Regions from separate parts of the Ovis aries genome. Here region 1 is linked to region 2. Evidence: chromatin contacts called from public Hi-C data. All regions are on one chromosome and are shown on one strand. Each heading gives the region's core, a stretch centred on a gene start, on an enhancer-like site or on the middle of the called end of the contact. The rest is flanking DNA. Distances are from core to core; before and after follow the strand shown. Region 1 overlaps RNF19B (ring finger protein 19B). Region 2 overlaps AK2 (adenylate kinase 2).

Region 1 (2,700 bases), core at 163-2,662, 60 kb after region 2:
TGCTAGGAATTCAGGCTGAAAGTCCAATGGTTAAGACTCTGTGTTTCCACTGCAGGGGACATGGGTTCAAATTCTGGTTGGAACTTTCTCACACAGAATATGCGTGCGTGTTACACATATGTGTGTTCTTTCCTCTATACCATATGAACTGGTGGGGGACACCAAACAGTGTTACCCCACTGGAACCAATGCATAATGTCTTAGCTTATTTATATCTTGTCCTATTTCCTTACCCAGGTATGCAGTTATTGCTTATGGCTGTGCCAGCTGCCCAAAGCTGACCTGTGAGAGGGAAGGCTGCCAGACTGAGTTCTGTTACCACTGCAAGCAAATATGGCATCCAAATCAGACATGCGATATGGCCCGTCAGCAGAGGGCACAGACGTTGCGAGTCCGCACCAAGCACACTTCAGGTCTTAGTTATGGACAAGAATCTGGACCAGGTATAAGTTGGCGTAGTCTCATTTGTCTCTTTATTTGATATTTCATAATGTGAGCCCAAAGTTGGGAGAGATTACCTTAATGTATGACTCAAGCATTAGAAAGCAGAAACTATTTGGTAATACTCTCAATAGTATATTTAATATGTAGCTTCTCTCTCTAGCCATTTATAGGCTGTCCAACCCAGGTGAATTGGAATAAAGTAAAACTGAATTCTGTAGTTTCTACCTTCTTAGTAATATGTCTCAGATTGGAGAGCAGTTAGGTACTTTTGCTAGGGGCTTTTTCAGTCCTTTCATCGTGAGCAGAAAGACATTTAGTATTAAACCTATACTGTTTTCCTACTAGCTTTAAGTACGTCACTGTTTTTGGAAGTAGGGTACAGATTTGAGGAAAGCAAGCGATGTTGGTATGGATTAATGATTAACCTTAAAAGAAGGAATATCACACATTCAGTTTCAACCTTGACATGTCAAAGGAAACCTATTTTAAAATGTCAGTGGGCTTACTACCTTTTATAAATGTGCTTAATTTCACTGTTGTCATTTGAGAGAAGCTGGAAGGAAAGATTTACCATTCACTTTTTCCTGGCACAACCTAATCTCCTTTTTGTTTTTAATAGGTTAGTTCCTAGCTTGCTGTGAAAATTACCAGGTGTATGCTACTTAGCACACATACTTGTTTTTAGGTTTTGAATTTTAAAGTATCATGGCAAGAGGCTGTGGATTATATTAACAACAAACCGCAGTAATACTTGTTGAACCTGTGAAAGGAGTTTCCTGAACTAAGATTTTTCAAGACTTAAAGCCAAATGCAGGCTATAGACTGTTCTTCCTGTGGAACTGTGCTTTTCATTCTGCCAGCCTATTGACTGCTGAAATTCCATTTTTCTTGGAACCATCTTTCTCTCTAGGGAAGTCTCTTTGCTCAGAGTATGGCTCACGTGCTGTTGACGATGCCAGTTTGGGGGATAGGCAGCTCAATAGGAGACACGATCCGTTTTATGAAATTTCCTGAGGTCTAGACGTAGCCAGCCTTCCAGCGAAGTGGGTTGCGCAATCTGGAGTCCTCAGTCAGGAATTCTTGACTGTCTCATTTCTTATGCATACTCCTGGGAATAATAAAACCAAACTAGGTTTAAGTAAGGGTATTTTTCTACACACTCTTTCTCCCTCCCCTCAGCAGACGACATTAAGCCATGCCCACGATGCAGTGCTTACATTATCAAGATGAATGATGGAAGCTGTAATCATATGACCTGCGCGGTGTGTGGCTGTGAATTCTGTTGGCTTTGTATGAAAGAGATCTCAGACTTGCATTACCTCAGGTGAGATGAGAAAGTGTCCTTTTTTTTTTGGAGTATAATTGCTTTACAGTGTTGTATTAGTCTCTGCTGTGCAATGAAGTAAATAAGTCAGCTAAAATGTACACTTACATCCCCTCCCTCTCGAACGTCCCTTCTGCCTCCGCCATCCCAGCCCTCTAGGTGGTCATAGGGCACCAAGCTGAGCTCCCTGTGCTGTCCTGCCTCTTCTCATTAGTGTCTGTGTCACACACAGTGGTGTATATATGTCAGTCCTGCTCTCCCAGTTCATCTCACCCTTCCCTCTGACATCAGTAAGAGAACAAGACCATAAAAGCAGTAGGTCCATTGTTTTTATTTGTAGTCTTCGTCTCTTACTGACTGAGGGAAAAGGATGTCAAAGAGACATCATCTGTCCTCTCATTACAGCATAAGGAAGCTTTAAAAACTTCCTCTGAAACACCCTTCCAATCATGTTTTTCTCCAGCTCAGCAACTTCCAGTGACTGTATTCCCTTACCTTCCAGATAGAGTTCAACTTCCTTAGGGATGGCTTTTAAGGTTTTTTTTTACAGTCTGGCCCCAGTATACTTTCTACCTTTTTCCATTTTGCTTTCATAAATACTATATCCCAAATTATCTGTGTCTCTTCTGTGCTGTTAGCTCCCTGACCGTTCATGTTCTTTGCTTTGCCTGGAATGCCTTCTAATCACCTCACCTCCCAGCAACCTCATTTTATCTCAACTTGTTCAGTTCTTATCCAGTCTTCAAGAGCCACTTTAAATGCCATTCCATCTGTGATGCCTTCCCCCAGCTTTTTCTGCCTCATTCTTCTTTACTGACATTCTTTACATGTTCCTTTATAAACATTATGACTTTTACTTCGTTTACATGTCTAATTTTGTTAAGCTATATTATGAATCTTAAGGCCGATGTTAACCTTTTTACAATTCCTTG
Region 2 (2,700 bases), core at 40-2,539:
GGCTCAGTCTCTTGGTTTGAAAGTGAGTGCTTTCCTCACAGAGGAGGAAACAGAACAGGTCAGACTGTGTGAAAGTGCTTTTCCAAGTCCAATTGTATGTATGTCAGTGGCAGAACAGGCACCAAAAGCTGCTTTCTGCCTCATCGTCCACTGTGCTGATGGTTGCCAGAAAGAGAGTGGGGAACTAACCAGTTTAATACGGATCTTATCTGACACGACAAGATTGAATTGGCTCAGGCCTCACTTCTAATAATTTTATGGGTGATTATTTTATTCCTTGCCATAAGTGTGGCTGGTAGGTTTTGTTTTAACCTGTTCAGTGTTGGCTCTCTGGTTTCGTTGGTTTCTTACGTCTTGTGCCATTGCCATTCTGTGGATGAGAACACAGGTGTCTGAAGTATCACAGCCAAGGCAGCAGTGACTCTAGCATCCCAGCCTGGTCCCCCCACATCTTCACCTCCAGGCCAGGCTCCGTGGCTCTAAGAGCTGTTTTGGTACTTTGGTCCTTGAGACCAGTCCCATTTTAAGAACTTGGAGATTGGTTTCTTTTCCCTTCTAGGAAATGAGTCTTGCATTCTTCTTAAAATGATATTTGGGGGTGGAGAAGGAGCAGTGTGTTTATACGTAGCTGGAGGGCTGGGGGAATCTGAGAGTGAGCGAGGGCTGATGTAGAGACGTGGAGAGGAGAGAGTTGTGTTTGTTGCAGCCTGGCTGCTGTGTGCCCTGTGCTATGCAGAAGGTGATGAAACATGGTCCAGGGACTTCCCTGGTGGTCCAGTGGTTAAGACTTCATGCTTGGGGGCATGGGTTCAGATCCTGGTTGAGGAACTAAGATCCCACATTCTGTGAGGTTCAGCCAGAAAAAAAGAAACATGGTCCCCATCTCATGCCCCAGCCCTTCCCAAAGAGAAAGCTGTAGTTGAGCCCCAGCTCCTGCTCTTCTCTCTGGGTCTTCCAGTGGGCATCATTTCCAGTGAATGCACCAGAGGAACCCCTCCAGCAACTCAAAGAAAGGCTCAACCTTGGGCTGTGTGATTGCAGTCGCTTGTCGCCCGACCACCTTATTCTATAAATGGACCCCTTGGCCCTCCAAAAGTATGCTGTCATGAAAACACAGTGCCGCATTTTGTGTGTAAATGTGTGTAGCTTCAGAAGTCTGACTCAGACTTTCCCAACTGATGTGCTGAAATACTGACCCCCTCTGCCACCAGAGCAAGCACGCTGAGTACTTTCTGTGCCTGCCAAGAGGTAGAAAATGTTGGGAAGCTCTGGTCTAACAGACTTCATGAGGAGAGCAGCCGTCGGTTAAATAAGCAAATCTTGGTTGGCATAGAATTGGGAGACCACAGGAACTCAAGAGGGGCCCTAGCCGCGGAGCAGCATTTGGCCTGTGTCCTTCCCTTGTTAGGTTTCGGGGCTCCTGTGATGTGGCCACTGCCAGTCAGGGGCATGGGCTTATTGCTTAAGGGGGCATGGCAGAGATGCAGCTGCCAGCTACATATCCTGTGCCAGATAAAAGCTTCTTCTTGAGCTCTTTGTTCTGTGACTTAGATGTCAGTTTTCTTGACACCTTGAGTATTGCCTTCTGATGGCTGGGCTGTCTGTGTCTCTGGTCACAGAGGTGTGCGGCATTGTGCCATAGAGGTGTGGCATCTGCGTCCATAGCACGTGTGTTTTCTTATCGCTCCTTTCTTGTTTTTTACCCAAAGTAGGTTAGAAAATAAGGGTAGTCTCTCTGTCCTCTGTCCCCCATGGCACGTTGTCCAAGTCTATGTTAAAGGATTACCACATCTACTGTAGTTACTTATTTCCGCATTTGTCTCCCTCTCTATGTTAAGCACTGTTTTTGACCAGGGATCTTGACTCACTTCTCTGTAGCCCCTGGATTCAGCTCAAGACCTGAACTGGACTAGGCAGTTAGTCAGCACTTGTTGAATGAACAGGTGAATGCATGGGTGGCTGTGTGAGACCTATGGGACACACAGCCCACAGGCTGTCATGCCAGCCGCCAGCCGGCCAGCCACTTATTTTAATGTTGGGTCAAAAGAGAAAAGATACTCTGGTCTAAGCCCAGTTATTTTCCTAAGCAAGGGATGCCTGTAACTGGTTTCTCTGCTGGATTAAAGTCGTTGCATCCAGCTTCTCTGTCTGTGCCTGTGGTCTTGGAGACCCCTGGAGTTCCAGCAGCCTGATTGATGTTCATTTGCTGTCTTGCAGACTGATTCACCCCCCGAGTGGCCGCTCCTACCACGAGGAGTTCAACCCCCCAAAGGAATCCATGAAAGATGATGTATGTAAATTCAGGGCGGGAAATGTCCTTTTCTTTCCTTCTTTCTTACTTCACATTTTCTTCTTTTTTTCTTCCTTTTGTTCTTCCCATTTTCCCTCTATTCTTACCACCATCATTAAACTATGAGAAGTCTCACTGTTACGTAAATCACATGGACTGTGGCTCATCTTTAAAGTGTCCCTCCAGGTGATTTATTGTTTGACCTTGAGGTAGCCACCAATGCCAGCTACTTGATGGTGCCCAGTTTGTACCTGTTTTGCCAGAGCAGCCCCTTCCTGGCATCATGGGAACCTCAACGGTGAACTAATCAGGAGGAGAAGGCTGCTTGGAAGCCCGAATAAAAGCCAGGGTTGGGAGGACAGGACTGAAGAGAGGTTTGTTGACCAGCCCCGCTTCAGAAGAATATCCTC

The links. Hi-C and Micro-C count contacts between places; a contact is called where the count stands out from the background.
Region 1: a Hi-C map of tail adipose tissue shows a contact between it and region 2, with 2.1 times the contacts expected there. The contact joins two enhancer-like sites. A contact is called at or near these places in 6 of 16 Hi-C or Micro-C datasets (blood, hypothalamus, liver and 3 more).

Annotation. Positions count from the first base shown.
Region 1 is chr2:234,709,664-234,712,363 of ARS-UI_Ramb_v3.0, forward strand. RNF19B (ring finger protein 19B) reads left to right here. Exons shown (of 9, transcript XM_027965330.3): 2 at 238-443; 3 at 1,624-1,768. Among named protein-coding and RNA genes, the nearest start is that of RNF19B, 13 kb to the left of the region's middle. Within about 2 kb of position 1,413, at least 4 of the 54 cell types and tissues checked have an H3K27ac peak or open chromatin away from gene starts, as enhancers often do. A contact at or near this core is called in tail adipose tissue, where this site is marked.
Region 2 is chr2:234,649,697-234,652,396 of ARS-UI_Ramb_v3.0, forward strand. AK2 (adenylate kinase 2) reads left to right here. Exons shown (of 6, transcript XM_012148993.4): 5 at 2,218-2,290. Among named protein-coding and RNA genes, the nearest start is that of AK2, 17 kb to the left of the region's middle. Within about 2 kb of position 1,290, at least 4 of the 54 cell types and tissues checked have an H3K27ac peak or open chromatin away from gene starts, as enhancers often do. A contact at or near this core is called in tail adipose tissue, where this site is marked.